Regions from separate parts of the Mus musculus genome. Here region 1 is linked to region 2. Evidence: chromatin contacts called from public promoter capture Hi-C data. All regions are on one chromosome and are shown on one strand. Each heading gives the region's core, a stretch centred on a gene start, on an enhancer-like site or on the middle of the called end of the contact. The rest is flanking DNA. Distances are from core to core; before and after follow the strand shown.

Region 1 (3,672 bases), core at 181-2,680, 560 kb after region 2:
GAACCCAAACCCATAGCCACCTGGAACCACTACACAACCAACGGGGTCAGGGGATGGGACACTTTCTTTCCAGAGAAAAAGGGTGGGTTTTGATCTGCCCTGTGACCTTCACAGGTGAACTCTAAGAAGGAAAAAAATGCAACCTCCAAAAAAAAAAACACACCTCTGGGAGTCCTTAGTCTGGCAGCCAGAAGGCAGCCCTGGAGGTCAGGAGGGGCCCAAGGTGAGAATGTGAGTTTCTCACCAACCTGTTACAATGTTAGCTGTTTGTTTCCTGGCCCAGGCTAAAACTGCTGGGTCAATATTAACCAACTGTAGAAAGCTACTCTGTAGCAAGTTCTTGGATGTAAATTAGCCTGCCGGCTTCCCACTCCTAAGGATCTGGTGGTCTAGTCTGTATTTGACCTTCTCCCTGCCTCGGCATCCATGGCCTCTCAGCCTACCTGGAAGCCCTGTACTCAACTGTACTGGGAACTTAAGCTCTCTGTGGTTTTCATGACAGGAGTTTCCATTGCTCAGTGCTCACCAACCACTGACTCTTAGGTGCTCAGACTCCAGTATGCATCAGTATTCCTAGAGGGCTCGTGGAAATACAGACTGCACAGGGCCCTGACATTTTGCACCTCCCAAGGCTACTGCTGGACTCCTCTGCCTTCTCTGGTTCTGCCTCACTTCTCCACCAAGAGGCCAGTGCTCTGCCTCCTAGACACCTTCCAAATGTAAAGAGCTCTTTTAAGCTCTTTAGATGCCTTTAGGTCTGCCTCTCAGTTCTGGTGTCCCGGGATTGTCTGCTACCTCTCTGCCCTGCTCTGTGATGTGTCTATGTCCTGGAAAAGGGTAGCATCATCCTATCTCCAGACAGGGGTCCCTGAGGGTAGTGGAGGTAGAGAAAGAAAGGAGATATTTAGCTATCAGCTGTCCCACCTTGTCGATGAAGGAGGCGAATTTGTTGTTCAGAGCCTTGATCTGCTCCCGCTCCTGGGCGCGCACCTTCTGGATCTCCGGGTCCAGCTCCACATTGAGAGGAGCCAGGAGGCTTTTATTGACTGTTACCTGGTGGATGCCTCCAGGCAGGCACAAGGATGGATTTGAAGGCCCCAGAGCCCCACTGCCAAACATACTGCCAGCAAAGCCACTGGCCCGATTCCGGCCAAACCCATATCCCCCTGTGCGCCCGCTGCTGCTAGCCACATTGAAGGAGATGCTCCTGGGACTCCTCAGGCTGTAGAGGCTCCGACTGCTGAAGCCTCCACTGAGCCCTTTGCCGGCTGCCCGGTAAGAGGATGAGCTGCCTCCGGAGAGCACAGCTGAGCAGCCGCTGAAGCCCCTGTTGGCAACTCCAGGTTTGCAGGTGAATTGGCGATTCATCCTGAAGAAGCCACAGACAGAATGAGACAAGACACAAGCCTTCGCCAAGAGACTGACTGTTCCCCGCTTGTGATCTTGGTCTTCCCCTTTATAGAGCTCAAGAGAACAATTGCTCTAATTGTTGGGTTTAATTTGCCTGGAAGGAAGAAATCATTTTCTTCTATCGAAATCATAGGCATAGGGCAACATGAAAACCCCCAAAGTGCTGGGCTTGCAAGTCCTCTGCATGTAATTGAGTCTTATCTTATTAGCATGGGGTAATTAGCTAGGCCGTATTATCCCCCAGAATGATCTTGGCTAGGAAGCTTGTCATGGTCCCAGCTGTCATTCTCCAGAGGGCTGGGATTGTAGGAGTTCTGAAGGAGACTTCTAATTGATAGTGTCATCTCTGAGAAATCTCCCACCTGTGCCAGCATCAGATCATCTGCCTCACAGATCCTGGCTAAGCTGCTTTCATGTGGTTAGGAAGTCCCAAGTCCTGGTTTCCCAAGGCTGCTGAAAACATTTCTCAGGACTGATTCGCCAGGGACACAGGACGGGAATCTAAATCCAGGCTCTACCCTCTGGTGGTGAACCTCCTGTGTGCCTTCAGATAGGTCCCAGGATCCCCTGTGCCAGCCAGGTGTCCATCTACGTTCACCTGCACACAAAGACTTCTACCCTCAGTCCTACAATGGTTGACACCAGTGTCCATCTTTCCAGCTCCATAAAATACCACTTAGGAAACCCGACAGGAAGCAGGGGTGTGGGATATATCCTCTGCCTTCACAGAGCCCCAGCAGAATCGCAGAACTATTGGTCTAGATCTCTGAGGAAGATTGAATGTTAAGAAGCTGTTCCTCGGGGATCCTGGGAAATAATTCGTTCTTGGGAATCTTCTCTTGGCCTTCATTCTGATAGCAGAATGTCCTGTTGTCATGGCCACAGCCATCTGATGTAAGCAGTGGTCTGCCTGCTCACCCTTCTCACGGTCTTCATGACCTCGCCTGTGGCTGCGAGCAACCAGTAGCAAAGGAGCCAGGGAAAGGTTGTCTCGGTGATAACTTAGAATGAACTGACAGTGACTATCTGGAACTCCTTACCTATCTCCCTGGTAGAAATGGTTAAGCTCACTCCTCCTACATGGAATATTCTCCATCACCATCTCTACCACTCTCATACACTGCTTCCCCTCCCTCTCTCCCCTATAGGGACAAAGATGCAACTCCTTACTATACATCTACGCCGGCAAAACCTAGAGTTCTAGACATAGTCGCCCACTCTACTTCTCTGCCTGCTCATCTGTGCCCAGTCCAAATCCATGCTGCCATGCTAATTCATGATAATCCATGCTAATTCGTGATAATTCATGCTAATCTATGCTAATTAATTCTCCTCCTCCTCCTCCTTAGAGAAGATGGCATGATAAAGATGAGCCTGGCATAAACAGAGCACCCCATTGGAACTAGCATAATATGCAGCCTTTGTGACCCTCATCTACACCAAACCCTATTTATAGAGAGCCTCAGTGCAAGTTTGGCTCAAAGGAATATCACTGGGAAGAAGTGTAAGAAGTCACTGGTACATTTACACATTGGAGTGTTACTCAGCCGTTTAAAAAAAATAACATCATGAAATTTGCAGGTAAATGGATGGAACTAGAGAAATACATCATCCTAAGAGAGGTACCGAAGACCCAGAAATACAAGCATGGTATGTACTCATTGATAAGTGGATATTGGCTGTTCAATAAAGGATACTCATGCTATCATCCACAGACCCATAGAGGTTAGGTAACAAGGAGGGCTCAAGGGAGAACACATGGATCTCCCTGGAAAGGGGAAATCAAATAGATTCTGTGGGTAAGCTGTGGACAATGAGGATGGGAATAGAAAGGTTTCAGGGGTAGGGAGGGGGAGAGACAGAGGGAAGGAGGGAGGGAGAGAAAGAGTTCTGGGAGAGATGACAAGAGTTGAGGAGCATTGGGGGAGCAATATGAGAATCTAGTGCAGAGGAAACTCTCTGGAACCTATGAGGGTGACCCTAGTGAGGACTCCGAGTAATGGGAGATATGGAGCCTGAACCATCCACCTTCTATAACCAGGCAAGGCTTCCAGTGGTGGGACTGGGACACCAACCCAGTCACAAATCCTTCAACCTACAACCTGCCCTGCCTGCAAGATGTGCTGGAGCAATGGTGGTACAGAACTCGAGGGAGTGGCCAACCACTGACTGGTCCAACTTGAGGCCCACACTAGGAGTGGGAGCCCATGCCTGACACTGCCTGGATGTCCAGGAACCAGAGGTTGTATATTCCAGAGACCT
Region 2 (3,775 bases), core at 1,071-3,570:
AGGCTAGCTGGTCAGAACCTATACGTGGGACCTGCAGGGGTGCTGGGGGCTGTCAGAGTTCTGGATGAGGGGAGGAGGTGGATACTGGAGCAGAAGCACGCAGCAGGTTGGGCTCATCCGTAGATCAACAATTAAGCGACGGAAGTAGGAAATCTCAGACTCCAGTTGCCCCAACAGCTGAGGGAGAGACTGCAGGGCTGACATGCAAGTTCTGGACCTGGTTGAAGTGGGTTGGAATGGAGAGAAGACACCCGAGTAGAGTCAGCTGGGCTTCGCTCTCACCACCTTCGCCTGCTCTAAGACAGGCTGACGGCTGAATTGCAGAGGCAGGCTTTCTCCTGGAGGTGGAGCCGCCAGGAGCAGGGTGTGGGTGGACATGGGGACTCTGCCTAGTGTTCCACAGGGAGCTGGGAGGGAAGCAGGTGGCGGCGCCCAAGTGAGTAACCGCCGTCCCACAGCAGCCAATCTCAGTGGCTCAGAAGTCCGGGAGATGCGACAAGGCCCTCTCCGCCTTTGCTGGGCTCTTGCACACCCGGGCCCTCGCACAACCCGGGCCCTTCTTGCACACATGGGCCCTCTTTGCCCACGTCCACCCCACCTCACCCCACCCCACCCCTCCGGCTTGGCCTCCCACCTCAGAGGCATCGCTTTCCCGTGGGGAGAGCCTCCCTCCCACTTCCAAGCTCCAGCCTGGAAGGACAAGACTCTCCCTACTGGGGAGGAAGATGCAGGCGAGGGTTGTGGTCCCCGCCTCTTGGCAGAGCGGAGGAGCGGCGTCGCCCTCTGCTGCCAAACTCGGGCACTGTCGCCTGATCACCTTGTCACCTGGGCTCCTAGGGGGCTTCCGGGCTTCAGCCCTTTCTTGTTTGTTAGTTTTGTTTTGAGAGCGGGTCTTAGCACACTACCAAAGACTATATAGACTTCAATCTTTTTTTCTTTTAAAAATTTTATTATGTTTTATTTATTTGGTTAGTATGTGTGTCTAGGCCACAGGACAGCCTGTGGGAGACAGTTCTCTCCTACCCCCTTGTGGGGTGGCAAGGGCCCTTCCCCACGGGTGGTCATCCCACCAGTCCCTACAGCCTGTTTTCTAAGCATATAAGTAAGGTAAGTGGGGCTCGTTCGTAATACATTTGTGTCCTGCCTTTTTCTTTTATTCTTCAAGAGATGACGTTTGGTTAAGAGCCTAGACTCTGGAGCCAGGCAAAGTCAGGTTCGAGTCCTTGTTCTGTGAAACCTTTATGTCTGCCCCTGTGAACCTGGTGCAGGCAGGCACTGCATAGGCTGAGGTGAAGCTCTGTACGGCGCCACATGTGTGCCATTCCAGCCCATTGTCCTGAGCAGGATGGGTCTCCAGCCACCTGACCCTTGGAGCCACGTGGTGCTTCGCCTCCTGTGCCATCAAGGAAAGAAAGGGGCGGAGGCTGTTGCCTCTTTGACTGGGCTCTCTTCCCAGCCCTGCATGGCCTCATTGTTTTTTCTGGGCACCTGGCATTTCCCTGCACGCGCATGTGTGTGTGTGTGTATACATATACATATATGTGTATATATATGTGTGTGTGTGTGTGTGTGTGTGTGTGTGTGTATGTATATGTGTGTGTGTATATATATTCTAGATTCTTTAAGTAGAATGATGTGTTTTCACAAAAGACTAGCGCTTTTAAAAGACTGGTTCTTGTTATGTATCCCAGACTCACCTGGAATTCAATAGATAGCACAAGGTGACTTCAATTTGTTTTGCTTTTGTTTTTATTTTGTTCTGTTCTGTTCTGAAAAGGTCTCATTATGTAACTCTGGCCGGCCTGGAAATCGATAGGTAGAGCAGGCTAGACTTGAACTTACACAGATCCTCATATCTCTTGAGCACCAGGATTACAGATATGTGTCACCATGCCCAGTGCATTGTATATGTCTAAGTTCATGTGTGTACATGCCTGTGGATATACCTGTGTGTGTGTGTGTGTGTGTGTGTGTGTGTGTGTGTGTATGTGTGTGTGTGTGTGTGTGTGTGTGAATATGTGGAAACCAGAGGTCAATGTTGGGTCTCTTTCTCAATTAGTTGCCCCATGCCCAAGGCTTTTTGAGAGTTTCGTTTGACCTCTGTGATTCCTAACAGAGGACTTGGCACTCCTAGGCCTTGGGTATTTTCTATAACTATGTGTAGATAGAGCTACCTTTCCGTCCTCTAAAAGCCGACAGTACCACTTATGGCCAGTGGAGGGCACTGCCACACAGCTCCTGGTAAGCTTCTAGGTGCTATGGGGGATAATTATAAAGAACATAGGCTCTTCCCACTCTGGGAGTGCTCTCAGTTCTGGAACCAGTAGGGGCTCTCCTCCCTCCCCTAGCGAATCTGTCCTGGCAGCCTGGAGCTGGCATGCCCCGGGCCATATCATCCAGAAGCAAGCACCCGGTGCCTGAGGTCAGAATACCCTGCTTGGTGGCTTGGACACACCCCTTAGCAGCTGATGCCACTAGACAGATCACACCCTGTTCCTGGCTCTGCAACATGACAGCGATCATTTGAGTGCGCTGCTAGCTCCCGGGTTTGCCGCGAGGTCGGAACAGAAGTGTTTTGTAAGTGTAAACGTTAGAGAAATGTAACATACACACACTTTCACTGCTGGGAGGCTAACTGAAGGTGGGTTTGTGGAAGGGATTAAGTTAGCGAGGGAGAAGGAAGATAAAAATAACAAGTGCCTTTCACCAAGTGCTTATTAGGAGCCAAGGCCGAGGAAAGTGATCCGAAAATATTGTCTAATTATAGCCAACACTTACACAGGGCTGACCTTGGGCCAGGAGCTGTTTAAGTGCCTCATGCATACAAACTGCTCAGATCCTCGTGACTCAGGGGAGAAGGTGAGGCATGAAGTAGTTGGTTTGTAGACCGGCTCATGCGAACGGGGCTGGCATTCAAACCACAGCGATTTGTCCCCTGTCATGGTCTCTGAAGTCACGACCACACCTCAAAGAAGATATTCTTGCATTTCCTTATAGTAAAGCCACTGGAAACACACCATGAAGGTGTATTTGAGTCCAGACTACCCACTGGAGAATGGAGAGCAGTGGGAACTGGCACAGGGTTCCCCCACCCCACCCCCCACCCCCGCCCAGGAACAGGGCAGATTCGAGCAAAGGCAGAGCTTGGGGGAGAGGGATTAATGCGTGGGAAGGGAGGATGGCCTATCTTCTGGATCCAGAAGGAGGAAGCAGGCTGACAGGCTGTGTCGCTCTCCTCAGTGATGGATTCCCTTTTTCCCTTCCAAGCCTCGGGGCTCCTCCTCCTCCGCTCTGAGGTGCTACTCTGACTGGAGAAGGTGAGAACAACCCCAACCCTGCCACAAGCTTCCCTCAAACCATCTCCTAGCTTCTAGCCTGTTATACAACCTGCGCTCTGTCCACACTCGGAAATAACCATGGCTCAGCAGAATGGACTTGGGGGCATGATGAATGGTCCTTAGGACGATCAGCTGACGGCCAGCTGCTCCTGAAGTGACCTGAGTGCCTGCCATAGCTCAGGTTCCCCAGCCCTTCCTGGGAAGTGGCCCTGCCTGGTCTACAGGAAAAGTCTTAACGCGGCTCTGTGTTTGGGCATCATGATAATCATGATTTTGATGAGTATGACCACCCATTTCTGTATCTCTTAATATCTGTCAAGCCTGGGGATGCACGCTTGTAATCCCAGTTACTCGTGGAGCTGAGGCAGGGGGATTGGAAATTCAAGACTTGCCTGGGCTACAGGGTGAGTTCTATACTGGTCTCCAGATCTTGTATA

What was found. Promoter capture Hi-C pulls out the DNA fragments that hold promoters and counts their contacts.
Region 1: a promoter capture Hi-C map of hippocampal neurons shows a contact between it and region 2, with 2.4 times the contacts expected there. The contact joins the promoter of Krt73 here to the enhancer-like site in region 2. A contact is called at or near these places in 6 of 39 promoter capture datasets (the 3T3-L1 cell line, 3T3-L1-derived adipocytes, hippocampal neurons and 2 more).

The regions. Positions count from the first base shown.
Region 1 is chr15:101,800,930-101,804,601 of GRCm38.p6, forward strand. It overlaps Krt73 (keratin 73), which reads right to left and starts at 1,431. Exons shown (of 9, transcript NM_212485.3): 1 at 925-1,431. The coding sequence starts at 1,368.
Region 2 is chr15:101,238,646-101,242,420 of GRCm38.p6, forward strand. No RefSeq gene overlaps it. Among named protein-coding and RNA genes, the nearest start is that of A330009N23Rik, 15 kb to the left of the region's middle. Within about 2 kb of position 2,321, at least 195 of the 459 cell types and tissues checked have an H3K27ac peak or open chromatin away from gene starts, as enhancers often do. A contact at or near this core is called in 3T3-L1-derived adipocytes and hippocampal neurons, where this site is marked.